Linked DNA regions of Mus musculus: all the other regions are linked to region 1. A link is a contact called in public promoter capture Hi-C data. All regions are on one chromosome and are shown on one strand. The core of a region is the stretch at or near the end of the contact, and the rest is flanking DNA. Distances in the headings are between cores, read along the strand shown.

What was found. Promoter capture Hi-C pulls out the DNA fragments that hold promoters and counts their contacts.
Region 2: a contact with region 1 is called in a promoter capture Hi-C map of the C10 cell line, with 6 times the contacts expected there. The contact joins the promoter of Cd93 here to the promoter of Abhd12 in region 1. A contact is called at or near these places in 2 of 39 promoter capture datasets (the C10 cell line and pre-B cells) and 1 of 9 other capture datasets (liver).
Region 3: a contact with region 1 is called in a promoter capture Hi-C map of pre-B cells, with 3 times the contacts expected there. The contact joins the promoter of Cst3 here to the promoter of Abhd12 in region 1. A contact is called at or near these places in 10 of 39 promoter capture datasets (the C10 cell line, the HPC-7 cell line, cranial neural crest and 6 more), 2 of 484 Hi-C or Micro-C datasets (B cells and CD4 T cells), 5 of 115 datasets of contacts at active chromatin or transcription factors (astrocytes, bone marrow-derived dendritic cells, embryonic forebrain and 2 more) and 2 of 9 other capture datasets (adipose tissue and liver).
Region 4: a contact with region 1 is called in a promoter capture Hi-C map of hippocampal neurons, with 5 times the contacts expected there. The contact joins the promoter of Napb here to the promoter of Abhd12 in region 1. A contact is called at or near these places in 6 of 39 promoter capture datasets (cranial neural crest, hippocampal neurons, liver and 2 more) and 1 of 115 datasets of contacts at active chromatin or transcription factors (astrocytes).

What each region holds. Positions count from the first base shown.
Region 1 is chr2:150,901,017-150,907,944 of GRCm38.p6, forward strand. It overlaps Abhd12 (abhydrolase domain containing 12), which reads right to left and starts at 3,715. Exons shown (of 13, transcript NM_024465.3): 1 at 3,341-3,715. The coding sequence starts at 3,531.
Region 2 is chr2:148,439,154-148,446,188 of GRCm38.p6, forward strand. It overlaps Cd93 (CD93 antigen), which reads right to left and starts at 4,382. Exons shown (of 2, transcript NM_010740.3): 1 at 2,362-4,382; 2 at 1-2,114. The coding sequence starts at 4,271. The coding sequence ends at 2,090.
Region 3 is chr2:148,874,176-148,881,214 of GRCm38.p6, forward strand. It overlaps Cst3 (cystatin C), which reads right to left and starts at 1,337. Exons shown (of 3, transcript NM_009976.4): 1 at 978-1,337. The coding sequence starts at 1,202.
Region 4 is chr2:148,729,334-148,735,811 of GRCm38.p6, forward strand. It overlaps Napb (N-ethylmaleimide sensitive fusion protein attachment protein beta), which reads right to left and starts at 3,087. Exons shown (of 11, transcript NM_019632.3): 1 at 2,933-3,087. The coding sequence starts at 3,030.

The DNA.
Region 1 (6,928 bases), core at 2,465-4,964:
TTTTTGGTTTTGTTTTTAAGTTGATTAGACCATATTTAAAAAAAACAAAACAAAACAAAAAAAAAACCACCCCACACAAATGGCACTTAAAAATCCAGCTACCATTAAAAAAAAAAAACAAAACAACAAAAAAAAAAAAAACACCAGCAACAAACTCCTTAGCAAAAGAACTAGCATTACATTTAATGGCAAAAACCAAAAACAAACAAACAAACAAACCATCAAAAACACTATCAGTAAAAGCATGAAAGTGCCCAGTATCAGACATAGCACTTAACTGTAATAAAGTCATGAACTAGTCAAGGTACCCGGTATCACCCACAGTTCTTGGCTGTCAGTAAAGTCATGGACTAGTCAAAGATGTCCAGAATCATGGATAGTACTTGGCTTTCTGTCAGGATATACCATGCATCAGGAAAGAGACGGAAACAAGTGACATAAAAATTTGAAGACAAGGGACAAAATTCTTATTACTTACAGTTGTCATCACAGAAGACTTAGAAGACCAAAGAGAATGGACTGTAAAAACCATGAGAAATAATGTTACTAGTTATGAGCTAAAACAATAAGAATACATGCTATGATAAAGAATCCTATTTTCAACAACAACAACAAAAGAAATAATTAGGATAAAAATGCATAGGAGAGAGGCCAGCAAGATGACTTATCCAGTAAAGGGGTGTTGGAGAACTGAGTTCAACAGCAGAACCTACATAAAAGTAGAAGGGAAAACAAATTTCCTGAAATTGTCCTCTGACCTTTACATTACACAAGTAATTCCACACACAAATCATACATACACAAAATCATAAATAAATAAAAAGAGTGTATAGAATTTTTCTAAAGGAAGTACATAGGGAACAAAGAAAAAGAAAAACAGAATTTTAAGATAAAGTAATCAGTAAGGCATTTCTGAGATTTTAGGAAATGGCTGTGCAGACTGGATGTTATACATAGCTGATATATGATACCCCACTATTACATTGTTTCAAATCACTTCTTTTCATTCAAGTAATTCTAAAGTACTTATAAATAAAATCTGCTCAAAAATAGTCTAGTTCCCACCCTGAGGGGAAAAAATGGCGAGAAGAGGAATGATTCTAGATGCTAAACAGTGACAGCTTAAAAGTGTGTGACAGATAGAGGGCCATCAGAAGATTTTATCCACTTGCATGTCGCTACAAGTATCCAAAAAGAAGAGTTAAAAGAAATAAGCAAGGTCCAAATGTCTTAGGAGCAGGCAACCTACACTGACAGAGGTCACGATCAGTACTAATTCTTCAGTGCGGACTTTGGCTTTACCTGCTAGTTATCAACACACCCTCCGGCCAGCAACTCCACTTCTAGGAATTTATTCCGTAGATACTCACTTACTCAACGGGCTTTTTAAATTTTATTTGTTTGCTTGTTTGTTTGTTTGCTATCTCTTGGCATGCCCTGGGAATGCAGAGGTGGAGAGAGCAACCTACTCTCATTGCATTTCCATTCTTGTTGGGGAGGAGACAGGTAAAACAACTCAACAAGTATTCATGCGTTACAAAGTCAGGTAAGTAAGACGGTAAACAGGGCTGCGCTGGGCTGGCCTGAGTGAAGCGCCAGAAAGCCTGGCCAAGGCAACAGGGGAAAACAACTATGGAGTAATGGTCCGGTCCGATCTGGCCTTCCTTCATTATGCTTTATTCCCCCAAAGCCTCTGTTCATTCAGAGGATGTGGGCACCATCTGAATGATTCTCTTTGTACTACAATATCAATCAGGTCCTTTTAATGCAAGGAAGGTGTCAGAGCAGTATTCCTGCTGGCCTCCCAAACATGGCTGTACATAGCAATTTGATTTTTTTTCAACGAAAGAATTTCTAAGTTATCTAAGCTATATGCAAAGCATATGAATAAAAGTGCAATCGAATTATCAAGGGATTTTAAAGAAGGTAAACTTTTCTTAAGACAAAGTAAAGAGTACATAAGTCTTTCAAAAGATTGATCACCTGCTAGTTCATTTTTAATTACATGCTATCCATTTATTTTGTGTGCATGTATGTGAGGTGGTCTGCATGGAGGTCAAAAGCCAACTTATGGGAGACAGTTCTCTCCTTTCACCATTAAGTCACAAGAAGGATAGATCTCAGGTCATTAGGCCTGATGGCAGGAGCCTTCCCCAGATCAGCAATCTCACCCACGCTCTGGTAGTAAATTTTACCTACAAACAGCCAGTTCTGGTCTTTCTGCAAGATGGAGAATCACTGACTTAAAGATCTCGGTAGTTGAAGTTCATGATCTTTTAAGCACAGAGCTTCAAGCTCTGATTTTCTTTCTTGGGTAAATGTTTAACATATACAACAAACGATCAATTGATGCAAAAAGAAATGACTGCTACAACTCCTGACTTAGGAACATTGCAAACTAATATTTCTGGTCATACACTATCAAGGCTTCAAAACTGCCAACAGAGATAATAGTCTACAAACTATCAAATTAAGAAACCAGATAGAGGGAAAGAAACCTATTCCTATATAAAACAGGCTACTCAATTTTGAGATCAGCTTTACATAACTGCCTCTTCTCCATCCTAAAAGAAGGATGCAAGTCTAACTCACCGACCAATCCCAGAAGATTCCAGGACCTTACAGAGTAATTTTCAATGACCAATTCCTGTGCAGATTTCAAGTGCTTTGTAACTAACTACCTGCATAGACAACCACCAGTTCTCTCCAACAGCTGAGAATGGATGCATCCATCCATCCTTTCCTTTGGATTCTGAAAACGGCTTAACCCTTGAAAGGGGGTCGGTGAATGCAGCTCTGACCTGCGATTAGCTAGCGAAGGGAAGGACCAGACAGGAGAGTTGCTACTGAGCTCCATATACGGTCAAGGCAAAGCAGGTGAACTGGCTAAGAGCACTTGCAGGGTCTTTGGTCTTGCCGTTCACCCTGCGTGGTCCTCTTCTTAAGGGCAGCCTTTCAAACTCCTCGGGAGACTCTTTCCAGAGCCAGTCAGGAATACTGGGCCCCTGATTACTATGGACTCAACCACTAAGTATCTCTGCAGGCTAACCTGATAAGGATGCCAGCCAGGGTGCTGGGTGGGTTAGTGAGCAGCTCGTGGAGGGGGTGGGAGGGTGAGATGGGGGTTGAAGGAGAGCTCCAGAGGCAGATGTTTGGAGGAAAGAATGGGGTTGGACGGTCCCTGCGGGCCAGACGAGGGGAGGTAGTCTTTAGAAGGGTCGAAGAGGACGCCGGGAGGATGGAACCGTGTGATGCTCCCGCAGCAGATCTCTGAAGGTGGGAGCCTGGGACTACCTGCCCTCCAGGTGAGGGGCCCGCGCGTGTCTGCACCGCATCTCACCTGCCCAGCGCCCGCTTCATGCCCGCGTCGGATGCGCTGTGCGGCTCTGCCGTCCCCTTGCCCGCCAGACGCAGGTTCTGCTTCAAGCTGCAGTCGGCGTCCAGCGCCGCGGCGGCCGAGCCGGAGGAGGACGAGCCTGAGGCGGCGCAGCGCTCATGCTCCAAGGTGACGGGCTCGGTCCGCTTCCTCATCCCGCGGCCCTGTCGGCAGCAGCTCTCGGCGCCCTGGTTTCGCCCGCCCGCCTGCGCCGACCTCGCTGCAGTCGCCGCCGCTCACAGCCGTCACCACCCGGAGCCGGGAGCCCACTGCGGGTCACATCCCAGCCCCAGGCCGCGGCGCCCGCTATGGACCAGCGCCGGAGGCCGGTCGGCCACCGCGGCCAATCAGCGCACGAGTCCAGGAAGCCCCGCCCCAGACACGCCCCCGGCAGCTCCGCTTCACAAGCAGCGCGCCCAGCATCCCCAGCGCCAGCCACAGCCATCTTGGAGAAGGGCGGAATAAGCTGAAACTGCGGGTCATTTTCAGGGCAGGGCTAGTCTGAAGGGTCTTAGTGCGTTTACGAAACGGATTAGGGCCAGTTTGGATTCTCCTGCTGGGTTGCTTTAGGTGCAACTCAGGTGCCCTCTGCCTACGAACTGAGGCAGGCCCTATCTAAGATCTAAGTGGTCCGAATGGGGAGGGTGCTAGGGAGTCCTTGAGGGCACTAGCTCCGTTTGCTGGGCAAAATAGGCTCTCTCTACTCCCTCTTTAGGGCATTTGGCGCCCCTAAAAAGCTAGAGCCCCAGATGTTCTCTAGATTTGATATACTCAACAAAAAAGCTTTACAGAGAGAGAGAGACTCCAGTAGCTAATGTATTGTTTAAACAAGTTTATATTTACTTTTTTTTTTTTTTTTTTGTCTTTTCGAGTCAGGGTTTCTCTGTGTAGCCCTGGCTGTCCTGGAACTTACTTTGTAGACCAGGCTGGCCTCGAACTGAGAAATCCGCCTGCCTCTGCCTCCCATATATTCACTTTTTCTTTCGCTGAATGTAAGAAAATGAACTGCCTGCGTATGCTTTGAAGTCTTCTATTAAAGTTTGGATCTTCATAAGAACGATTAGGACTGGTAAGAAGGCAAGGAAATCCGTTTCAAAGAGGAATTTGCACTCTGACATCCAAATTTAATAATTCAATCCACCTGAAAAAAAATGAAAGGACACGTTGTAGCTTTTAATAGTTTTTGTTTTGTTTGATATAGCATGCATTTTACTAATGAGTTACTTTTGTAATTTCAACATGCATGTAATCAGTTTGAAAAATATTGGCAACTGATAAAGATTTAATAGGAACTTAGAAATGTAATGGATTATGTTGTTGCCTTTGTAATGATAGTTACAACTTGCAATTCAAGAATTTCTTTACCATTTTTGCTATATTATAACCTATGTTCATACTGTATGAATATCTACAGTCTTTAAAACATCAACAAAATAGTACTATAGATTTGAATATTCAAAAAGGAAATTAAATGCTTAAAGATAGTTTTGACCTATCAGTCATAAAATCTTTATAGAAAAACAAAAGAACAAATAGCCCTGGTAGGACATGCCTGAAGTTATTACAGAAGCTGACATCAGGAGGGTTGCAGATTGGAGGCCAACCCAGGCAATTTAGCGGCTTCTGTCTCAAAATAACACAAATAAAAAGAGCTGAATATAGCTCAGTGATAGCATTTCCTCAGTATACCTGAGGATTGGGGTTCCATTATACAGAGGAGGGGGGGGGGAGGAGGAAGAAGAGGAGGAGGGGAAGAACTGGAGGGAGGAGACAGAGAGGGTGTAGAGCTAGATTTTGTCAATATGATCCTTATCTCTTGGTCTCCTAATGTTTAAATATGCTTCCACACTGGGTACGCTCCCATTGTATCTCTGGGTCATACCCTTTCTAGATCTAAGGCTCTTTATCAAATGTTCTACTTCTTGTTGACGTCTAATAGGCACTCAACCCTCCTAGCTCATCCCCTTTCCCTCCCAAGAAATGAATGGGAACTCCATCCTTGGCTTTCTTGGAGTCAAGACTCTGGTTTCATCCTTGATTTTTCCTTTTTTTTTTCTTTTTTTATGACACCACACCCGTCATCAAGTTTTACATCAGCCCTGTATCAAAAATCCAGCCTCTAACCAGTTCCTATCTCCTCCACCAATCCCCACCTTGGACCAAACAAACAGCCATCATTCCTCACTTGGATTTCCTTAAAGGTCTAAGAGGCCTCTTGCCTTCACTTTTGTTTTGCTTCCTTCTGTCTAACATCTGCCACAGAACTGAATCTGTCACTAAAAACCCTTTGGTTGGTTCCCACCTCTCTCAAAACTGGAAGCTTGTATCCAAAAGGCTCTACAATAGCCTACCTGACAGAGCTCCAGCCCCACTTCTCAGGATCAAACTTCTCCCAGGATCACTGCCTCTCTCATGGTCCTTCACAAAGCTACACAGCCCCTCCCCAAGACCTTTACACTTTGATTCTTGTTGAAAAACCCTGCCTTCCTAAAGCCTACTATCTACAGAGTTACACCCCTGCCCTATGAGAGTTATGTTTGCCGAACACTTACTCAGAACTCTCAGACCTTCTCATTTTTGCTGCGTTCACCTTTCTGGGTTTATCCTGGCTAGTGCGTAGCACCAAAATACTTGACATTGATACATCTTTATCTGTATTGATGTTTTCCACACTGCAAGATAGACTCCAAGAAAGGACCTTGTTTACTGCATTATCTTCAGTATCCGGACCAATGCTTGGCTCATAGTACACACTTCATAAATATTTGCTGAAGGAAAGATAGAATCATCAAGGCTGCGCATGGGTATTCTACTGTTCCCATTTTAAAAGTAAAGAAGTCTAAAGGTCAATAAAAGACTCACCTCCTAGCTGAAATTGAAACTAGACATGGATGAAACTACTGGTTTGTGAATCATAATCCTATAGCAGTATTTTGAGAGTTTAATAGACACTATAGTACCTAAGTATCCCTAATTGACATAAAAAGAAAATCCCTATTTATTTAGCTATCTACCTACTTACCTATCTGTTGCTTTCTGAGACAGGGTCTCATACTCTAGCCCAGGTTGGCCTGGAACTCTCTGGAATACTCTTGCTTCAGCACCTGGAGTGATAGCATTACAGACATGAGGCACAACAAACACCTCAACAAGTGGTTTCTTTTTAAAGTGGGGGCATTGTCCTGTTTGCAGCCTTAACAGATCACGCCACACTCCAAGCAGCCTCCCTTCCTCCAGGAACAGCTACAGGAATATGACAGACCAGTGCTTTGACTCTGAAGTCACAAAATCTTGCCTTCCCCAGCTGACCCAGAAATAGAGGCAAACTGACTTTAAGCAGCTAGCATGTAGCATGAGGTACTTTCCATGCCTACTACCTTGTGGCTTTGGACCACCTCCTCCCTCTGCAACTTTTTTTCTAGGATCTCTGCTTAGTTTGGTGGAACCGAAGTACCCCTCTTCAGAGCCCTACCATACTGTATGTGAATTGATAAGTAGCAAAGCTCTCACTTGAAGAACAGTTTGTCTCAGGACCTCTCTCTGAAACACCTC
Region 2 (7,035 bases), core at 3,132-5,631, 2.5 Mb before region 1:
CAGCTGTGGGGAGCCTAGATTCAGTTATCTTCCTCATCTCCAGCCATAAAGGTGAGCAGTTGAAGGCCTGGAGGTAAAAGTGATGCTTTTAGGGTCATGTCCGTATATGCAGATACTACCATGGCTCTAAATTCATCTGAATGATCTGAAAGGCTGGTAATGCTGGTCTGCTGGTAATGGATTAGCTGCCAATCTCAGTTATTGCCAGGGATCCTGTTCCAAACACCCAAACTTCAACTGAAAGCCAGATGCTGAGTTGATTTTTAAATGCACTCATTTCAGGCATCCCACTGAGCCCGATCTTTTTCCCATTACTCTCCACCTTGTGTTTTCAGAGAGAGAGAGAGAGAGAGAGAGAGAGAGAGAGAGAAGAGAGAGAGAGAGAGAGGGAGGAGAGAGAGAGACTAATAAAAATATCTTCATTTTAAATTGGCCAAAAAAAGGTATTTCTCTAATATATTTCTCTAAGATATTTCCAAAGGTCTTGAATCTGCTTGTTATTAACGTTCGATTCCTGGATATCAACTTGAGGGATGGGTGCCTTTGTTCCTAGAAACCAAAGTTCTCTAGTCTGAGAACAAAGACTCTGAATCTCATGATGGAGACACATTCCATGTCTCAGCTTTTCAAACAGCAGAGACAACTAAGATGAAGCCTCCCAGAGATACTGAAGTGACTCACCAGGGATGCCTTCCAGTCCCCAGACAGACCTGTGCAGCTGAAACAACATTACCGTCAGCAAGTTTAAGGGACACTTTTGCAAGTTTAAGGGACACTTTTGTAAATGGACACTTTGAAATAAACATGTCAATCATAAGATGGCTCTAAGCAGTTTTAAAGGCTGGACATTTTTTAGCTGTTCTCTCTTCCCCTTTCCCTTTCCCCTCTATCTCCTTTTTTTTTTTTTTAAGAAAAAAAAAGAGAGAGAGAGAACTTTCTTCATGACTAATCCTTGGTTTGGTATGTGTCACGCCAACAAGATAGGGCTCAAGTCCTCCAGATGTACTTTTAACTGTGAAGTGGACTAAGGTAAACTTAAATGGGAGCATTTAAAATAGAGCCCATCACCTGGCTCACACATCCTTTCCTTACGTTCAGAATGAAAGCCTCCTAAGGCTTTCTGAGCCTACAGTACCAGCTTCCAGTTAGGGACAGTATAAAGGTAGACAGGGTGCCCTGCAGTGGAGTTGGGGCCTGTGCTAGCGCAAAGACAAATGAATCTAGGAGTTTTGTTATTGTTTCTCAATAATCAGGTGTGTGTTAGCATCAGTTCATTCTGATATTTTCATTCAAATATCTGTTAAAACAATCCCCTCCTGCCTCCCCCTCTGGATTATGCTTTTACCAAGACCTCTCACTCACTTGAAGCAACTTCCCAACTTGTAACTTTGCTTGCCCATAAACCCAAGGCTATCAGAAAGTTAAGAGTGAGGGGATACAATATCTAAACTTCCTGCCAGCTTACTCCCTAAGCAGTTGGTTGAACTTCCTCTCATTCTGACAGTTTCAACAATACCAAGGGGGCTGGGGGGGGGGGGGGGACGTGAAGGGGAAATGCCAGAAGGCAAATGTACACAAAGGCAGCCATCCTGAAAAAGTCCCTATAGGAAGGGTAGAGCACTCTCACCTAGTTAAGTAGTTTTAAATTGGTTTGCTGTCTGTCCTGTGATGGAAAGGAACTGTTTCCATTGTAATTAGCACCAGTAACTCCTTCGATGATAAATCAAGTGATAAGAAAAAACTTTGAAGCCCCATCCCCCCACCCTGTCCCACCCCTCTGACTCCTTTCCCCCTAATTAGGAACCAGAGGAACCAGTTGCTATTGGATTTGAAAAGGGTGTTTGAGTGAGGTCTGTCAATATCCACAAAACTCCCCACAATGACAAACCAACACACAGCTTTCACCCCCAGACATATCAAAGGCACCAAGAAAATACCTGCCTATCCCAAGCCACCAGGTTCTTAAGTGGAAGGTGCACAATTTTTTTGCTGAGAGTCCAGTCAAGTCATTCAGAATGATGTGGCTTCCCCCTCATCTAAGAAGGTAGCTCTGAAGGTAGTGGCAGCTGTCTCTAAGGCCACATAGTCTTCAGCAGTCTGTCCCTGGTGTTGGGCTGTGGAAAACAGAAGATTACAGTGTGAGATGCCATGGAACTCTGCCATATCTGCATCCTTGGTCCCCTTGCCGCTACTCCACATGAACTCATAGGACAGATAGGCACTTTTGGACTGGGCTGCTGAGGTTGGCTTTAAACAACAAATGGCCTGCTGACTGTTTGTCTCTGCTCTCAGTTCTGTGGTCTGTGCCTCCCAGGCCTACATCTGGCTGCCCAGCTACCCAAGTAACCTATGGCACTTTACCTGTACTGATTCTCCGGGGCTTGGCTCTCTGCTCGCTCTGGAACCCAGGAATAGCTGTCGGCTGCATTCTGAGGCTTCTTCTCTTTTATCTCCTCCTTCTTGGCTCTCCGTTTATGATAAATGAGAATCCCTAGGGCCAGCACCAGCAAGAGTGAGATGGCCACCACCGTCCCCAGGATGTAAAACAGAAGCAGGTTCTGCCCATCGGTGTCACTGTGTGCAGACACAGAATCTTCATGTGTCGGCTTGCTGTGGCCGGAGGTCGTGGGGAGGTATGTGCCCAACTCGAACCAGACATCAGATACTTCACTAGGGATTTCTATTTCTAGTGGAACAGAGGCAGTGGGAATATCTGATTGGACGAAGAGACCTGTTGTCTGTGCTCTGTTGGAGACATCCTTAGAGCCACTAGGAGAACTGGGCATTTCAGTAGGAGGCATAGTACTCTCCTTTCTGTCATCGTTGTCTTCCTTTTGGGGAGGCCTGGCTGGTAGTTCAGAAAACACAGTGCCCCTGCTACAAAAGACCCCATTGGGAGCCAGCTCCCAGCCTGGCGGGCAGCCACACCTGAAGGAACCATCTGTGTTGAAGCACAGGGAATCACATGGATTGCCCCTTGCGTCCGAACACTCATCTATATCCTCACACTGGGTACTGTCTTCCCCAGACACAATATAGCCCTCTTTACAGGAGCAGTAGAAAGAGCCATCAGTGTTGATGCAGCCTTGGGCACAGGGCGAGTTGGCAGCTGCACACTCATCCACATCTTCACAGGCCTCTTCCTTGGGGCCACTGGGTTGGTAACCAACCCAACATTCACAGTGGAAGCTCCCTAGAGTGTTGACACAATCCTGGGCACAGGGGGAGTCCTGGCACTCATCTATATCCACACAGTGCACTTGGCTAGAGTCCAGCTGGTAGCCGCTGGGACAACGGCAAGTGTAGTTTTCACTGAGTGGTACAGAATGGCACATGCCACCTCCTGTGCATGGGTTTGAGCTGCAGGGGTTCCTGGAGGCACAAGTTACTAGATCATCCAGCAGTCGAAATCCAGGCCGGCAGCCGCAGCGGAAGGAGCCATCGCCACCTTCGAAGCAATCCTGCTGGCAGCCCCCGTTGTTGAAACTGCAACCAAACTTGGGGCTGACACAGAGTGGGCCTGAGCTGCCCCAGTGAAATATTCCTGGAGTCTTTTCATTGCATAGGAAATAGTGGGTTTCACTCTTAGCTTCATCCCCACAAGCTACATTGGCTACAGAGGCAAAAGGCACAGCCTCCAGAGAGGAGGTAGTGGCCTGGAAAGGGGTGGTATAGGTCACCCGCCCTGGACCACCCAGCGCCAGTGGCCTACACATGCCTTTGAAGTTGAACTTGCACAGGAAACCTTCAATGCTGTTACCTGGAGCTTCGGGGGTCCCACAGGGACTCTCATGCCACTTGGGCAGATGGCTGGGGTGAGGTGTCAAGGACAGGTCCAGTATGAGGGACACACAGCGTTTAAAGATACAGGAGCTCTTGCTGGCTTTGTACCAGTTTGAATAAGCTGTGTCCTCTCCACCACCCACCCAGCTGAAGCCCCTCATTGGCAAATCATGGTACGTACAGTTGCCCTTCTCTCGCTGGAGCCCGATCCAGAATTTGCCCATCTTTGCTTCCAAGGGTGCCTTGGTCTTCAGGAGCTGAGTCAGGGCTTGCTGAACATGCCGGGCCTCCTCCTCACTCTTCACGGTGGCAAGATTGCCTCCATTCTCATTGCAGCGATGCTGGGCTTCAGCGGCACTCAGCTTGCCCCAATGGGCTGTATAGCAGGCAGTCCCCTCGCACACCACAGCCTGTGAATCAGCAGCAGCCCCTGCCCAGGGCTGGCCAAGGAGCCCCAGCAGCAGGAACAAACCAGTTGAGATGGCCATTCTTCTGTGTCTCCTTCTGGGAGGGGCTAGACTCCCCTGCGGTGACAGCAGCAGCCGGTGGAACCTGGACCTTGACACCAGGCTGTGCTCTGAAGGGAGCAGAGGCGCACTGCTGCTTTCACACTACCACAGCTCTGGCATTGAGAAGGTTACAAAGACTCGCTTTTCACGTCCTCCTGACCCAGGGCGCATCCTGTGCTCTCCTACTTCTTATTTCTCACCGGATGCTGGGGTTTCCTGCCATGAATAGCCTTCTGACTCCTGTTGCCTTCATCACGGTTTTGTTGTTCAGAGGGCAGTCTCTGGCTCAGAGCTGTGGAAACACAGAGGATCCAAGAGATATGGCTGCTTTATTTTGAGTCCGTTCACTTTCCCATACCACAAAGAGCCCCAGTGGCATGCTGTCCAGTGAGCAGAGACTTTGGGGGGTGGGAGGGTAGAGACTTGAAAAGTATCATCCAAGTAACCCATGATAAAATTCCACTTCAGATTGCAAACCACCAGAAGGGAAAGAAAAATATGTGACGCTTGAGACACAAGGGCATGGAAAGATTATAGTTTTCGGCCTTTTTTAGAAGCAAACTGGATCTGCTTTTTTTTCCTATCTTGTACCCTGTCTCTGTTTTTGGAGTCGTTTTTTTCTTTTATTCTTCCCATCATGAACTTTAAATAGACAGGAAGCTTTTAAATAGGATTTTGGCTGTGGGAATTTCTGGGTTTCCAACAATGTCAATCTCCATGAGAATATATATATTTTTTAAAAAGGTGAAAATAGTTTTCAGGGTTTCCTAGTGCACTATAAATGAAGTGTCAGGGTCCCCAAAAGATCAGAAAGATGGGAAAATGAACCTGGCCTGCCTTGTCATATTCCCTAACCCAAGGCTTAGGCGGAGTTCAAAGGCACAGGAGCACAATCAGAGGCTGCAGCTCAAAATCACGATGTAAGAATCAACACCCGGGCAGGCGTTACAGCTCACAGCACCTGGGCCAAGGCCTGTCTCAATCAAAGCTAGCCACTGGAAGGTGGAAACTACGTTTAACTGCCCCTGTCCCCAACCACCACCATATTCTACTTGACCCCAGCTAGACTCAGAGTCTAACACTTTGGAGAAAGTGTTAGATTAAGAGATAAAGGAAAGTAGTAACAGAATGAGGCCACACAAGTGTGCTAATGAGCCCAGCCTCCTAAGATAGGTTAAAAGCCACTTCACAGAGTCATCCCAGTGGAGGCAGGATCCAGCTGAGGCAGGATTCTGGGCAGATCTTGAGCACTCACTCCTCTATTGCTGGCAGCTGGCTACACTGTTCTCTCACTTGCTTTTGAGGTCACTTTGCAATTTCTAGTCTTGGCCTGCCAGATCATATGCCCCTTCCAGAGGCAGGGCTTGACACGGGCAAATGTCCTGATAGATTTTTTGGGGTGGGGTGGGGGGGTGTTTTGTTTTGTTTTGTTTTCTTTATTAGATGCAATTTCTTCTTCCCAAGATGCCCACGGTTGTGAGTGTGGTCGTGACTTGCAAGAGGAAGCAACCCAAAAGAACATGTGAATTAAGAGATTTGTGTTACCACAGATCTCAATGTTAGTGGGAAGTGGGGAACTATGGCAACACTGAAAGGGAGAGGGAGGGGAGAGAAATAAGGAGAGGGAAGGACAGAGAGAAGATAGGGGGAGACTAGGGAGGAAGGGGGGAGAAGGATGGAGAGAGGAAGAGAGGATATCAAAGCTTTTATTGGGGTTCAGGATATTGTCTAGGCAGGTTTTTAGGGGAATGCTATCTGGAGTTCAGAACTAACAAGACCTGATTCCCAAGAATTCACTCAAACCTTTTCTCAGGTGTCCATAGCATTCCATCCACCTCATCATCCACTTAGCTACTCAGCCATGCACTAATCCATCCATCTACTCAGCCATCTACCAGTCTAATAACTTTTCATATTGGATACCAGGCTAAACACTAATTACAGGGAGGTATTCTTACCTTCATGATTTCAAAAAGTGACAAATGTGAACAATTCAGTATTGATTCACTTCATTGAAGGCAACATAAGGCAAAGCAAGGGGTGGCAGAAAAGACCATTATCAGAATCCGAAGCTGGTAGTGGGAAGTAGGCAGTACGGAAGGGAATAAAAAGGGCAACGGAGTTAGACTCTGAGGCAGTGGTTCTTTACCTTCCTAATGCTGTGACCCCTTAATACACTTCCTCATGCTGCAGTGACCACCCCCCCCACCATAAAATTATTTTCATTACTACCTTTTAACTGTAATTTTGCAACTGTTATGAATTATAATGTAAATATGTGACATTCAGGATATATGATATGTGGCTCCTGTGAGTCACTTAACTCCTGAAAGGGTCGCAACCACAGATTAAGAAACAATGTTCTAAGGGGAAGATATCTAAGAATGGGGCACATGTGGGAAAGAATATACACCATGGCCTTGTGGACAAGGGGTTGGTTGCACTGAGCCTAGAGCCTGAGGCATGGGAGGCAGGATACAGAAGACAGTAGAGCCCCAGGACATGAAATGATTTGGGATTTTCTTTGGAATCCTTTGGGGAAAACTGAAGAGATAACATAAGAACTTTTTGTAGACACTGAGAAGTGGAGTTAGGTGATGGTCAGCATGCAAACTTGGGCTTCCAGGACCAGAAAAGAATGTGGGGACTGTTCCAGAACAATCCCAAGCCTGGCGAGACTTAGCCTATAGTTCCCTATTTCTCCTTTGCAGTCTTGCTGAGTACTCTGAGCTTTTTTTCTGAA
Region 3 (7,039 bases), core at 87-2,586, 2.0 Mb before region 1:
AAGACACAAGGGGACCTGCCTGGTGACCTGCACCAACATGACAGCCAAGAAACTCAGACACCAATCTACACAGTTATGTGTCCCTTAAGGATAGAGGCTCCTTCTGAGAAATGTGCCCTGGCCACACTGTGTACAAGCTAATACGGCTGCAGCATCAAGGGGTTGTTTAGCTTTGAGGTTCACCCATCACAAACCGAGTCATGGCTGAAGGGAGCCTGACTGTGTGGTACAGGACTGATCACCACAGCTGTCTGGACCATTCTACAGTGCTACCAAAACAGCAAGGCAGCACAGGCAGTGCTCAGAGAAAAAGACAGGCTGCCAGACTGGATAGAAATGGCCCTTGCTAGCAGAGTCCATAGTGGAGACCAGCAAACTGAGACTTTGAGTGAAGGACCTGAGTGTTCGTGGGTTCCCAATTTTCCAAATGGAATCTTGGGTATGTAGAGAATGCCCTTGTTTTCCGGAAGTGTTGACTCTGAAAGTATACACAAAAATAAGTGACTATAAACACACACCCACGTACACGTGCTCCTGAGTAGAGCAAGGAGATTGGAACATGGCCAAGTGTTTACTGGAAGGATGGGGTGAAATCTGCCGTCTGTCAGAATGAGTTTCAAGTAGCGCGATTAAGTGAAGCCAGATCATTAGCAGTTGACATTGACCCCAGGCGGCTAAGGGAGGTGAGCTCCGCCCAGGGAGCGTTTGACCTACATCCTTAGTACCTTCTCTGGGTGGCCTTTTGGAAACAGAGCTAGGAGGCCCACCCGCTGGGCTCTTCTGAGTTCCAGAATAAACAAAAGATGAATGTTAACACAATGAGTAGACCAGAGAAGAAAGGAAGAGAGAGGACCGCTCCCATAAGAAGCAAAGGTGTTGATTAACAACTGCAGATGCAAACCGCGCCCTAGCTAGGGGTGCCTGGGTGGGAGCGGCCTGGAGACGTCGGGAGAGCAGGGGACAGCAGGGACACGTACCTGCTTACGAGCTCTCACCACCTGTATGGCGCGGCTGTGGTACGCATCGTTGCTGCCCTTGTTGTACTCGCTCACAGCGAAGTCCAACGCTCGCCGCACGCCTTCCTCATTGGCATCTGCCTCCTCCGGGGCTCCCAACATTCGCGGGCCTTGTTTTGGGGTCGCCGCCCAGGCCACGGCCAGGACGGCCAGCAGGAACAGCAAGGAGCGCAGCGGGCTGGCCATGGTTGGCTAGGACAAAGGGATAAAGCTCCAACAAGACTCTGAGTTGGTGCAGAACAGACGCTGCTACTCCGTGCGACTTTTACCCAAATGCGAGCGTTAGGGACCCGCCCGCCTCTCCTGGCTCCTCCTTTTCCGGCGGCCACCCTCCCTTTTCCGTCTGCCCCCTAGCGGGCCCCGCCTCCTCTTCCGAACGGCCCCGCCCTCCCTCTGCTTCAGTCAGCTGCTAGTCTGTTCTTGCCTTGTAGGTCAGATACCTCTTAAAGAGCTGCCAGATTCCCATTCCCTGCTGAGCCTCCCCTCCCCCATCCCTGCCCCGCCTCTCCCTTCCTTCTTCACTCTTAGCTTTCTGTTCTTACCAGTTCCTCTTCTGTGCCCTTTTCCACAGCTTCCCCTTTTACTCCAAGTTCCCTGTTTCATGAAGTGTGGTTTCACCAGAGAAGTTGGTCATTGCTCTCTGGACCCTAAAATGCCAGTGACATCTGAACCCTGTTTCTCCAGAAAGGAAAAGGGCAACGAGTCTTTAATTTCCTGCATCTTCAAAGTTCAGCCTCGATCACTTGATGGAGAGCAGGGTCACTATGTGGGAATGCTCGGAGCAGGGCTATTATTTCATTTTCCTGAAGGCCCTGTCCTAAGATACTTGTCAAAGGAAAATAAATTGATCTTGGGGGAGTGGGGAAGTGTGCAGCATTCTGTGTAACTACTCATTATCCTTAAAGAAACCATCCTAGGCTTCTTCCTAGACCAGGCCACTCTAGGGCCTGGAGATACCACAGGAGGCCAAGCCCCGAATGGATATTGTAACAGGCTGCCCAGTATATCCATCTAAGATGAACCCATGTGTCTTTTATGCTTCCTAGTAGACAGGTTAAAAACTACGGTATGAGGCTGGGTATGATGGCGCATGTATTTAATTCCAGTACATGGAAGGCAGAAGTAGGTAGATCTGTGTTCAAGACCAGCTTGGTCTACATCTCTGGTTCCAGGCCAGCAAGGGCTACACAGTGAAATCTTAGAAGAAAAAGAAGAAGGAGGAGGAGGGGGAGGGGGAGAGGGAGAGGGAGGGGGAGAGGGAGAGGGAGGGAGAGAGGGAGAGGGAGAGGGAGAGGGAGAGGGAGAGGGAGAGGGGGAGGGGGAGGAGGTGGAGGAGGAGGTGGAGGAGGAGGAGGAGGAGGAGGAGGAGGAGGAGGAGGAGGAGGAGGAGGAGGAGAAGACAGGGCTACACAGTGAGACCCTCTTGTTAAAAAACAAACAGACAAATCAGTGATAACAAAACCCAAATATTGAAGTCTTTAATACGTTTTATTTAACCTATCAAATGTAATTTCAATATATAATAATAACTCTTAAGGAAACAGATTATATTCCTTAATGTGTATAGTAATCCTTTAGAGTCTGTGTATATTTGTAACATTTAGGACCAATGTTCACTCAGTCTGACCCCCCTTTCCACATCTGCTAACTGCTGATGCTGGTGGCTATAGTACTGCATAAGGTTTAAGCTTTAAAGTTTAAGGTTTGTGCTAGTGGTAGTATGGGAGGTGATCAATAATTAAGATCAGATGATTATAATGCTCTGTAGAAAGTGAGATAGGGGGAGCAAGAGATGGGTGCCAGTAGATATTAGTTGAAAGATCCCTTTGGGATTCAAACAGTCGAGGAGTTCCACCTAGACCAGGGAGATAGCACCAGTCAGAGGGAATGACCCCTGCTTAGGTGATGAGGTCCAACAGGGCTTTTCTGTTTAGAAACAAGGAACACTGGCAAGGGGTAAGTTTACATAAGCAGGGAAGGGGTAGGGCCAGGACTCTAACTCTGGCAGCTGTGTGGATGCTAGAGGAAGGCTGGGGCTTGAGGGCTATGGGACAAGCTAGTGAGAGGGCAGGCAGCTGAGGATGAACATTCAAGCACAAGGTCTATTCGAGCTGCTCCCCTAAGGGAGCCTCACTGTGGGTCTGTGATTTCCCTCTGATTGGAAGGTTACATAGTTTCCACTGACTTACCAGGAGTGAGGTATTGTTAACATATGACTTATTTTATGTGTATAAAATAATTTCAATGAGTGCACACAAATTCAGCACATGTGGCTGACCTTGTAAAGTTCCCTGGTGCCTTTTTGGTCCGTGTTGGTGCCCACTGGACCCTTGCCAGTCCATCTGTCCCTGGAGGCTCATTTTTCTGTCTATTCTTGGACTTCCTGTAAACATGTAGTGAGAGCAGTGTCTGGCCCTCTGGGGCAGAAGCACCATGAGGTTCCTTTGCACTGTTTCCTTAACCAGATTCTTAGTTCCCTTTCTCTTCAGGTAGAATATATGTTCAAGTGGATACTGTGTAGGCAGACACACCCTCCAGCTCAGGATCAAGCAAGCCCATGCTCACTATGCACCACTGGGAGTAGACAGGATTGAGTTGAGTTCTATGCAGATAGCTGACTTTATTTCTTCTTTCAACCTCACTCTCTTATGTTCTGTACTTGAAAATGCCCCTGTGACAAATGAGCTGGTAGTGAAGGTATCTGGTTTTGAGAGGAACACTGGAAGGTCCTGGGCTCTCAAAGGATACAAAGAAGGATTATATTGGGGGTGGTAGGTACTGGTAACTTAGTGACATCTCTGCTCTGACCTTGGGTCTGAGCTCTGGATTAGACCCTATCAGCAGGAATCTAACAGATACTAACAATGTCACTAATGAGTATTTATGTTAAGGATTAGAATAGGGGACCCTGAGGCATTGCTATAACCTAACCCCACTATGAGTACCAGAGTAATAATGTTTATGCTGCCCTACAAGATAAAGCACCTGCGGCAAGAAAAGCAATTGTCATTTGTAAAGTGGAAATCGTTAAACACCTGTATGTGATATTTTCCTAGATAAATAGAAAAGGGGAGGCAGACTGACAGACAGATAGGAAAGAGGGCTGCATCTGGCCAGGTCTCTCTGAGCAGAATGCTGGGTAGACATTGGATTTTTCTGGGGCTCTAATCTCAGGACCATTGTTTTACAGAGAGTGAGTTGAACCAGGGAGAACCCTCCTTATCCCATCATTTCTCACTAGAAAGAAGGTCCAAGGTGGACTAATGTGGATGGGAGCATGTTGGAGAGAAGTGATATGCATGTTGACCTCTGTGACCATACTGCCTGCCATATCTCTATTATACGGTTGGCTCAGAATTATTTGAGAGAGTAGGTGACCTGTGAGTGGTACCTCTGATCCCCAAGGGTCAGACACTACAGAAGTGTACTTTCAGGAACTGTAAGGACAGCTTCCAGTTAGGTGCAGTAAGAGGTGGAAAGTGAGACAACTCTTGGGTTAAAAAGTCTGCTTATTCTTCATCTAGCTCACTTGGAGGCAGGGCTAGAAGTGGCAAAGAGATGGCAGGCTTCAGTGGTCACAGCTCAGCATGAAAGAATAGTTTGTGTCCTGGGGCCTGCAGTTTCCAGATAAACGACTGACATTCCAGACATTCTGAGAAAAGCAGGAAGCCAAGAGCTGAGCCACAGGGCTCCTCTTATAATAGGAGAACCTGAAGCTTCCCTTATAGAGTGCCTGAGGCTCTTAGAGGTTGGGCTCTGAAGTCCCCTGTGCACCCACTTCTGTATTCTCCCCCTTCTCTCCTTTTCCTATTACCAATTCATGGTGTGATGGGTGCTTCCAGGTTTTGTGCTCGAGCTTCATTGCAGTGTTAGGGCTGGGGTGGGGTTGATCCCTTATCACTGGAAACTGTGATGTATTCCATGTAGAGAGATGTGGGCGAGCAGTGTCTAGTGTTTTCTATCTGACTGTTTTACAACTCACAGGAAGGTAGATACTGTCTATTCTGCTAGTCTTGAGTTCAGGTTGCTTCTTATTCTCAGACTATTTACAAGAGTAGAGGCAGGGATGGATTTACTACAGCCTAGTGGAGAGGCATAGGGAAAGGACTTCTGAGGACACAGGCAGCTGGCTGGAGCAGCAGGATGCTCCACCCATTTTTCTGGGCTTCAGCTTACAAGCTCCCACCAAGAGGAAAACAGGATGGCTGGCTTGAGGTGACAATTCCTTTCAGGATTGATCCCCAGGTGGTCAGAAGTTCTGTCTAACCCATGAGACAGGCTGACGGTCTGCCTCTCAGTGCTGTGCAACTGAAACTTGGCCCCTTTAACAGGGTGTCAGAGAAAATAACTCCTGCCCTATCTCAGACATGCTCAGTGGATTCCTGAATTTTGGGGCTAGAGGTCTGATGTTACCAGGGCACTGTTGTTCTCCTTCAAGTGCCCTTGCCTCCTTTACCTTAACTAGGTAGCTGGATCCCGTGTGGAAGACCTTTCTTTGCTATGGCCTTCTCTATCAGGCTGTGACCTCCTGTTTTGACAGTACTAGACCGGGAGTGTTCAGGCTCAGCAGAGAGTCCTGCTAAGTGAGTTCATAGAGACTTCACTCTTCATATCTGACCATCAGTATGTAGTTTTTCATCCTCTTTCAATGTCCCTATACTGTTTTTATTAAAAATCTTAGTCCCATTATCTGGAAAGCTCTACTAATGAATGTCTTCCCAATTTTTCCATCCCTTAACCCCTTCTATTCAGCTCCTTGCCTGTAATTCTCTGCTTTTATTACTGAGTTTAGAGTTAAGGTGCTACTCTCTCCTACTTCCTTTGATCTCGTCTCCTTTGCTAAAGCCAGAAATGAAGTCCTTCTGAAGTTTAAACGAAGCTATTTGCTCTATCACTCTAGTCTTATGGAACTCACGGTGGAAATATTCCTACTTGGAGACTAGGGGAAGGCAGAGGGCAGATGGGAAGGAGGGAGGAAAGAGCAGGCTGCTGTGGAAGCTAGTATCTGGGGGCATTTTCCTTCATTTTATTATGAAATAGTTTAAAACTACAACAAGGTCATAAGAAATCTAAACATCTATATCCATCAGTCTGTCATTCATTCATATTAGACTGAATTAACTTTTCGGCTTGTCTGTCCACCTATCATTCTCTTCCTATTGTGAAATGCATTTTTCACTGGATACACTTTGCAGTTGCAGACACCAATATATCCTACTCCTAATCACTTGAGTCTACTTGTCCCTAACTACAGCTGGGTATTTGTTTGCAGTGTTTTCATTTGTTGTAAACCTGTCTCAAAATGTGCAGATCTTAAGTGCACTTGTACCAAATCTTGCAGAGGTGTACTGTACCCTGGTGCCACCCAACTCCCATGGGATGCAGAGAGGCCCTTCCCTACCCCTCCAGCCAGTTCGGATATTCACCAGCCATCCCAACAACTGATTCCATCTCTGTCATAGTTTATTTTGCCTCATGTTTTCATCACTGGAATTGTATAGTATATTGGCATTCAGGTCTGGCCCTTTTCACTTCATTGTGATGTTTTTAGAAGTGCCATGTTGATGAGCTACACATGTCTTTATATTTGATTACCATCATGAGTTTCCTTTTGCAAAGACTCTTGGGATGTTCTATCCTTGGGTTCCTGAAAAGTCTGGGCATAGCTGATCATGTCTCTTGGCTGTCTTCACTGCTCTCTCTTTTTCTTGTTTCCATTTCACTTGGAATAATTTCCTCTCCTCTCCCCAACCCCCCATTTTTAAAATCATGATACAAATTAAATCTAGAAACACTAAAACTGGAGTAAAACTTCATTTAATCCAACATTGAGCAGTTTTCCCAACTCCTCCCCCACATTTGAAAATAAAAATACATTTTTAAAAAAAATTAAAGCATTTTCATTATAAAAACAAATAAAAAATAAAAACATACAGGAGGTAAGTTACAAACATGCATGTGAATTTGTATGTGGGTATGTGTGCTCATGTGCCTTCATGTGCACACATTTGTCTGTGAGTACA
Region 4 (6,478 bases), core at 1,837-4,336, 2.2 Mb before region 1:
ACTACAAATGTCCACAGCTCCACTCTGGCAATGCACTAAGTGAAACTTTGACTTTTTCAGTGGTGGTCTTACACACTGTTGTGCTCTTCAGAAAAAGTGAGAATTAATTTGACGGCACAGCTACAAAGAAAACAAACAAACCAAAACCAAAAAAAAAAAAAAAAAAAAACAAAAAACAAAAAAAACCCAGACAAAAACAGTTACTCTTTAACCGGGAATAAGACAGAAAACCAAACAGAAGTAACATTGGTTGCAGGCTTGTCTGCATCCTTTCAAATGGTTTTCTTGTAGGGAAGCTGTAGCAGCTTCGCTGGGGGGATAACTGTACTCATGCACGCCTCCCTCCCTCAACCTCCAGCTACCAAGCTGAAGAAGCTTCCAATAGACTCACTCTCATGGATTTCCTCGCATATTTCCATCTAAAGCAACAACAGAAAGGCAGAGTTATGTAACAATACTGAGAACAAAGTATATCACAAAAGCGGTGTTTGGGATACAGGAGATGGAGTCAAGCTCCGCTTTAATCTGCAGTTAGGAGATTAACAGTCAGTGACGTGAAACATCTGCATTAAGCCAAATGCCTTTTTAAATGTCTGACACATCCTTAAATCATCACCTGTCCATCTCTTAAGCAGGAGCGCCGATGATACTTGCCATGATTAATTCCCTGTTAACTTGAGAGTCTCACATGGGGATGGATAACACTACCGTAAATGAGGGATAGAACCAAAGAGGGGTGGGGCAGGGCAACGTGTAAGGTGATGACAGATGCTTGCAATAGCACACCCACAGGACCATTGTAACTAAAAGAGAAATAGGTCTAGTTTGGGGTTTCAAATACTTATATACTTATAATGGATCATATGAAGTTCTACATATTCTTCTCCTAAGCTTTCAGAACCAAATATGACTAGAAACCTCCCAGTCCTGAGTGCAAAGGACACTTAACCTGGCTAAGACTCTTAAGGTATTTATTCATTTAAGCTAGTGACCACACTTTTGGCTCTGAAATCCCATAAAACTCAATCCATCTGCCCTTCTGCTTCTTTGATAAGAGGGACTGCCAGCTCTGATAAGTATGTGGATAATCATGCCACAGCCATTTCCAACCTCCACAGGTCTAAGTATTTTATAAACTCATTGATTATTAATCACAAGACACACTGGATTATAGCAGAAGAAACTGAGGCCCAAAGAAGCAAAGCTAACCTTTTCCAAACCCCACGGTAACAACCTGGACTGCTGTTTCTAAGTGACTCCACACAAACTGAGCGTGGATGGGAAATGAAAGTCTTCCTACCTGGCCTGCCACTGACAGGGCAGCAACGGCCCAAAAGATGTTTCTTCAGAAATAAAGATTCCTCAAAATCCTTTCCGATGAGTGTCTCAAGATTTGACATAGTTTCCTCAAAACAGTGCTCCTCTTGACCAAAATTAAATGTCCATAACTGGCTCAAGGAAGCACATCCCGATGTGGAATGTGTATTAACATCATCTCCCAAGGTGAGCTACTCTGCCATTAAATTTCACACAGACTGAATGCAATCCAGTGTGTGTTTTGTGACTCAGACAAGAATTAGTCTTTGGCACTTGCAATGCTCCTTGTCCCTTTGAAAGAGGAAGCAGTATCTATAACTTACACCTACACTTCCAAGCTTCATATTACATGAGAAATTTAAGAACTAGCAGAGACAAATGCCCTTAGGGGTCTCCAAGCATGGTCTCCTTCTCTATCTTGGCAGACCATGGTACCATAAACTGTATCAATGTGACTCTAAGCATTTCCTGGAGATGCAAACATAATGGGGCTCAATTAAACTATTATATAATAATTAATGTAATTAGTAGTCAGATGAATGAAGTAAAAATAAAAGTCAAAGTTCACTGGGTACATTTTCAGCACTTAAGTGTCTATACTGAATTTTTACAGAAACTGCGTCTCACAATGCAGCAGTTTAGTATGTACCTCTAGTCCCTCTCGATAATTAAAATCTGTTCTTGGTACAGATCTTTCACTTTCAAATGGGAGAAAAAAAAGAAGAGGCACACGTAATTTCTACCGCTGTCATAAACAGCTGAATCATTCGCATAATCAACAGCCCAGAATTCTTCCACAAGCTCTCAGGGCAGGTTTTGCTTTTTGAAAGCTCAGAATGTAAACCAAACCCTTCCCTACCAAGATATGTAAGAATTAACAAAATCACGGGATTCCCAAAGGATACTCTGACTTTAAAAAGGAGCAATGTTACATACAGTTCATCAAACGGGAAGCCTGAACTACGGATACAAGTCACTCTGGCAAATGAAAAACACACCAAGGAGGATATGATTTCAAGGCCCTTGAGCCAAGGCCAGCGGGCAAGTGCCCGGGATACAGGGGCGCAGACTTCGCGCTCCCCACGAGCCACCAGCTGCTGCCAAACTCCAGGTTGAATTCCAGAACCTCACAGTCCTGGCTCCCCCGGGGGATTTACGGGCCCAACCAGGGGAAATGAATAAATCTGGTCCACCAGGAGGGGTGGCATCCTTGAAGAGGCAGCTTGGCGCGGACCCTGGAGCTAGCACCGGACCGTTGGCGACGCATGGGACTTGGGGGACCACAGAGATCTCCGAGGACGCGTAGGTGTTCTGGGTTGTTTAAGGGTGCCTGGGGATTGTGAGCTAGAGGTTCTCCGGGTGTGGGTGAGGGGTGTCCAAGGCCTGAGGATCCCCAAAAGGTTCTGGGGCTTGCAGTGTGTGCTGACTGGAGAGACACCCCAGACACGGCCCAAGGGATGCGATGAGGCCCTGGATGCTACGGGACCCAAAACAGAGCGTGGGCCACTGGGAATCCCGTAACCCTAAGCAGTTGCGCGGGGTACTCTGCGGTGGCAGCCGGCTGGGCAGGGGATCGGGCACCAAGACCCCTAAGGGCAAGACCTCTGGCGCTCACCCGAACAACCCTCGGAGGAAAGAGTGGGAAGCCTTCACTCGCTTCTCGGCCTCCGCCATAAGCTGGACCGCTTCTCGCTCCTTCCCTGCGTTGTCCATGTCACCCGCTGCAGCCAAAGCCTCCTCTGCTGACTAGCTAGGCTCCCGGGACGACTTAGCCCTCCCTCCAGCAGGTGCGGACACGCAGGCGCGGCACGCGTGGCCTTTCGGGATCTGTAGTCCTACATTCCACCTTAATGCCAGTTTGTCAGAGACCACAACTACAGTTCCCAGCAGGCTGCTGGGCAGGGCCGGGCGTTCTCCCGGACTCCCTGGAGGAGGGGGAAGGGGCGTGGCCTTCTGGAGGGGTCTTGGGCCTTGGACCCTTGGAGGTAGACTTCAAGGTTGAGAGAGAGAAAGAAAGAGAGAGAGAGACAGAGATAGAGACAGAGACAGACAGAGAGAGGGAGACAGAGAGACACTCTACAAGCAATACTGCAAAATTTAATCTAATGCAGCAGTTCAGCTCAATTTAGTCAACCATGTGGTGCCCCACCTCCCAACTCTGCCAGAAAAGCAGCAACAGCTGGCCTAAAGAGCTATTTTTAATTTCTGACAGCAAGACATTAAAAATGCATCATCATCCCCAATATAAATTCAGAGTTGATTTTAAGCGTCCCCAAACTACAACTTTCCATTTGGTCCTCTTGTTTAAAAATGGATTGCATATCTTTCCTGTAGGCACAATCTACTCTTGTTATTGACTGAATTCTATTAAATGGCTATAAGCCAGTGAACTCTCTTATGCTTTACATAATGCTGGCTATAGTGGGTGGATCTTGACAAAATTCCTGTCTGCCAGGAAGACTTCTAATCTACTAAATATCCATAGATAGATGCAATCCTGTGCCAGTGACTTCTAGGCCTGTCCCAGAGGGAGGTGTTTTTTAATACAATGTCTAGACCATTTATGCTTGGCAGTGCTACTTCTTAGGTGGTGCAGCAAATAGAATTACTGCCAAATGAGAGTTTCTGATGATTTAAAACTCTTCATGAATACGCTGTAGGAACTGGCAAGCAGAATTTGTCTAAGAAAATGAAGCCTGTTTTCAGAGAACATAGCAAGAGCGTTTAAACTCCTGGAAACAAGCTACCAAAACTGATGTCACAGTGTGGCATGATCCAACCATAGCAGGATGCTCTCAAGATAGAGGGGAATATCGGCTCTTGGTGCATAGTTTTTTTTACAACTACTATGAGCTTGTTTTTTTGTTGTTGTTTTTTTTTTCACTTTGGAGAACTGATTTGCAAGTTTGGAGCAGGAGGGTAGACGGAGGTAGGAAATTGGAGGTGGCAGTGGATGTTGGATTGAAGAGAGAAAAATTGCAAAAAGTGAACCAACATTGGCATTTGAAAAGGAGTCAGTTGGGGAATTTGGTGGATTGAGTCAACTCCTAAGCATCATGGGCAGCAGCAGTGTGTTGATCAGAGCAATTCCCAACCCTGGCTGAATGGAACAACTCTGCAGGATAGTCAAGAAATATTGATCCCTCTGCCACTAGTCTTTGGTGTCCAGATCTCCACTCTACCCTATTCTGGAGTTAATCATTCTAAATTCTAAAGCTTTGGATGAAAAGGAACCAGAATACATTCTCCCAAAGCACACCTCAAAAACCAGACATTTCACTCATCTGCCTTTAATGGATGCTCATTCATTCAGACTGTGGCACCTACCTTACAGTGGCTCTGGGCACATCCTATTCAATGGACATTCCGGATACATTCAAGCTGAGTGAATACAAAGAAGAGTAGATTAGAAGGTTAAAGGCCCACTCTCCATATCAAACAGTCCATAGAGGTTATCCCACCCAGCAGGACTCAGTTATTCGTGGGTTCGAGGGGGACTGCAAACCTGGGCGGAAATGGGAGGGAGAGAAAGGAGAAGCCGAGACCAAGAAGGGATTCCTATCAAGGTCTCAGTTTATTAGGCAGAAACAGTGGTTCTTAAAGCATACATCGAGGGGAATAGGGAGGGATTGAGGGGGAATTAACAAAGAACAAAGAAGTGGGCATCTGGGGACATGAAGGCCGAAGTCAGGCTCCAGGTGGCAGGCATTCTTCGTCTTATCTCCGGAATTCGAATCCTCCTTAACAGCCTTGGGTGTCAGTCCGGGCTCAGCAAGTAACTCGTGTCCTTGGATGTCATGGGAATCAGGAAGAGATAAGGAAGAATTCAGCTTTTACAGCCTCAGGTGCCAGAAAGGGAACAGGGAGAAGGAAGTGATGAGCAGCTCCTAGCACAAGGTCATTTGGCTTGTCAGGGTGGGAGACTGTGAAAGGCTTTTTCTCACGGTATGGTCTCCAACATAGAGGCATGACTGAACTCATCTGAAATCCCCAGTTCTAACAGAAAATGACGTTCGTGAGTAGAGGATGTGGCCATCTGCCTGTTGCTAGAGTTGTAGGTAGAGTAGGGCCACCTTTTATAACCAAGCCTCAACAGTAAAGAATGGTGTGACACTTTTCTACACCGAAGCAAAGAGGTAAAGCTAGCCTACATACAGGGAGGGGAATTGGATGATATTTCTTGATGAGAGGGACTCAACCTTGTTTATTTGTTTGCTGTTTTGTTTTGTTTTTTTCTGGGACAAGGTCTCTCTGTAATACTGGTTGTCCTAGAGCTTGCTACATAGGCCAGGCTGACCTTAAAGGCAGTTTTAAGCCACCACAGATAGGTTAGAGGAAGTCAGTCAACAGCCTGGTCCACCCTGGTAGTGCTGACCATGTTGTATGTCTGGAGACCCCCAAGCTGAGAAATAGAATCACCTCTGGTGACCCTTCCTACCCTAAGGAGTCTGCTAGGGTATCAGCCCCCTCTTCCAGGACATTTACCTTAATTTCTCTTCTGCTTTGAGAAAATACTCTGCCAAAAGCAACTTAAGGGAGATAATAATCCTGACCCACAGTTCAAGGTCTTGGTCGATCAGAGAAGGAAAACTAAGGTGGAGGAGCACCAAGCATCTGGTCACAGTATCTACAATAGAAACAAGGGCAATAAATGCTACGCTGCTCCAGTGTGGGGAGCCGCCCTCACATTCGCCGTTGCAAGATGGAGCTGACATCCTGTGTTCTAAGTGGTAAACAAATAATCTGCGCATGTGCCAAGGGTAGTTCTCCACCCCATGTGCTCTGCCTTCCCCGTGACGACAACTCGGCCGATGGGCTGCAGCCAATCAAGGAGTAATACGTCCTAGGCGGAGAATAATTCTCCTTAAAAGGGACGGGGTTTCGCCATTCTCTCTCTTGCTCTGGCTCTTGCTTCTTGCTCCTGAAGATGTAAGCAATAAAGCTCTTGCGCTCTTGCGCTCTTGCCCTCACTCTTGCTCTCTTGCGCTCTGGCTCCTAAAGATGTAAACAATAGAGCTCTTGCTCTTGCGCTCTTGCACTCTTGCGCTCTGGCTCCTAAAGATGTAAGCAATAGAGCTCTTGCTCTCTTGCTCTCTGGCTCCTGAAGATGTAAGCAATAAAGCTTTGCCGCAGAAGATTCCGGTTTGCTGCGTCTTTCCTG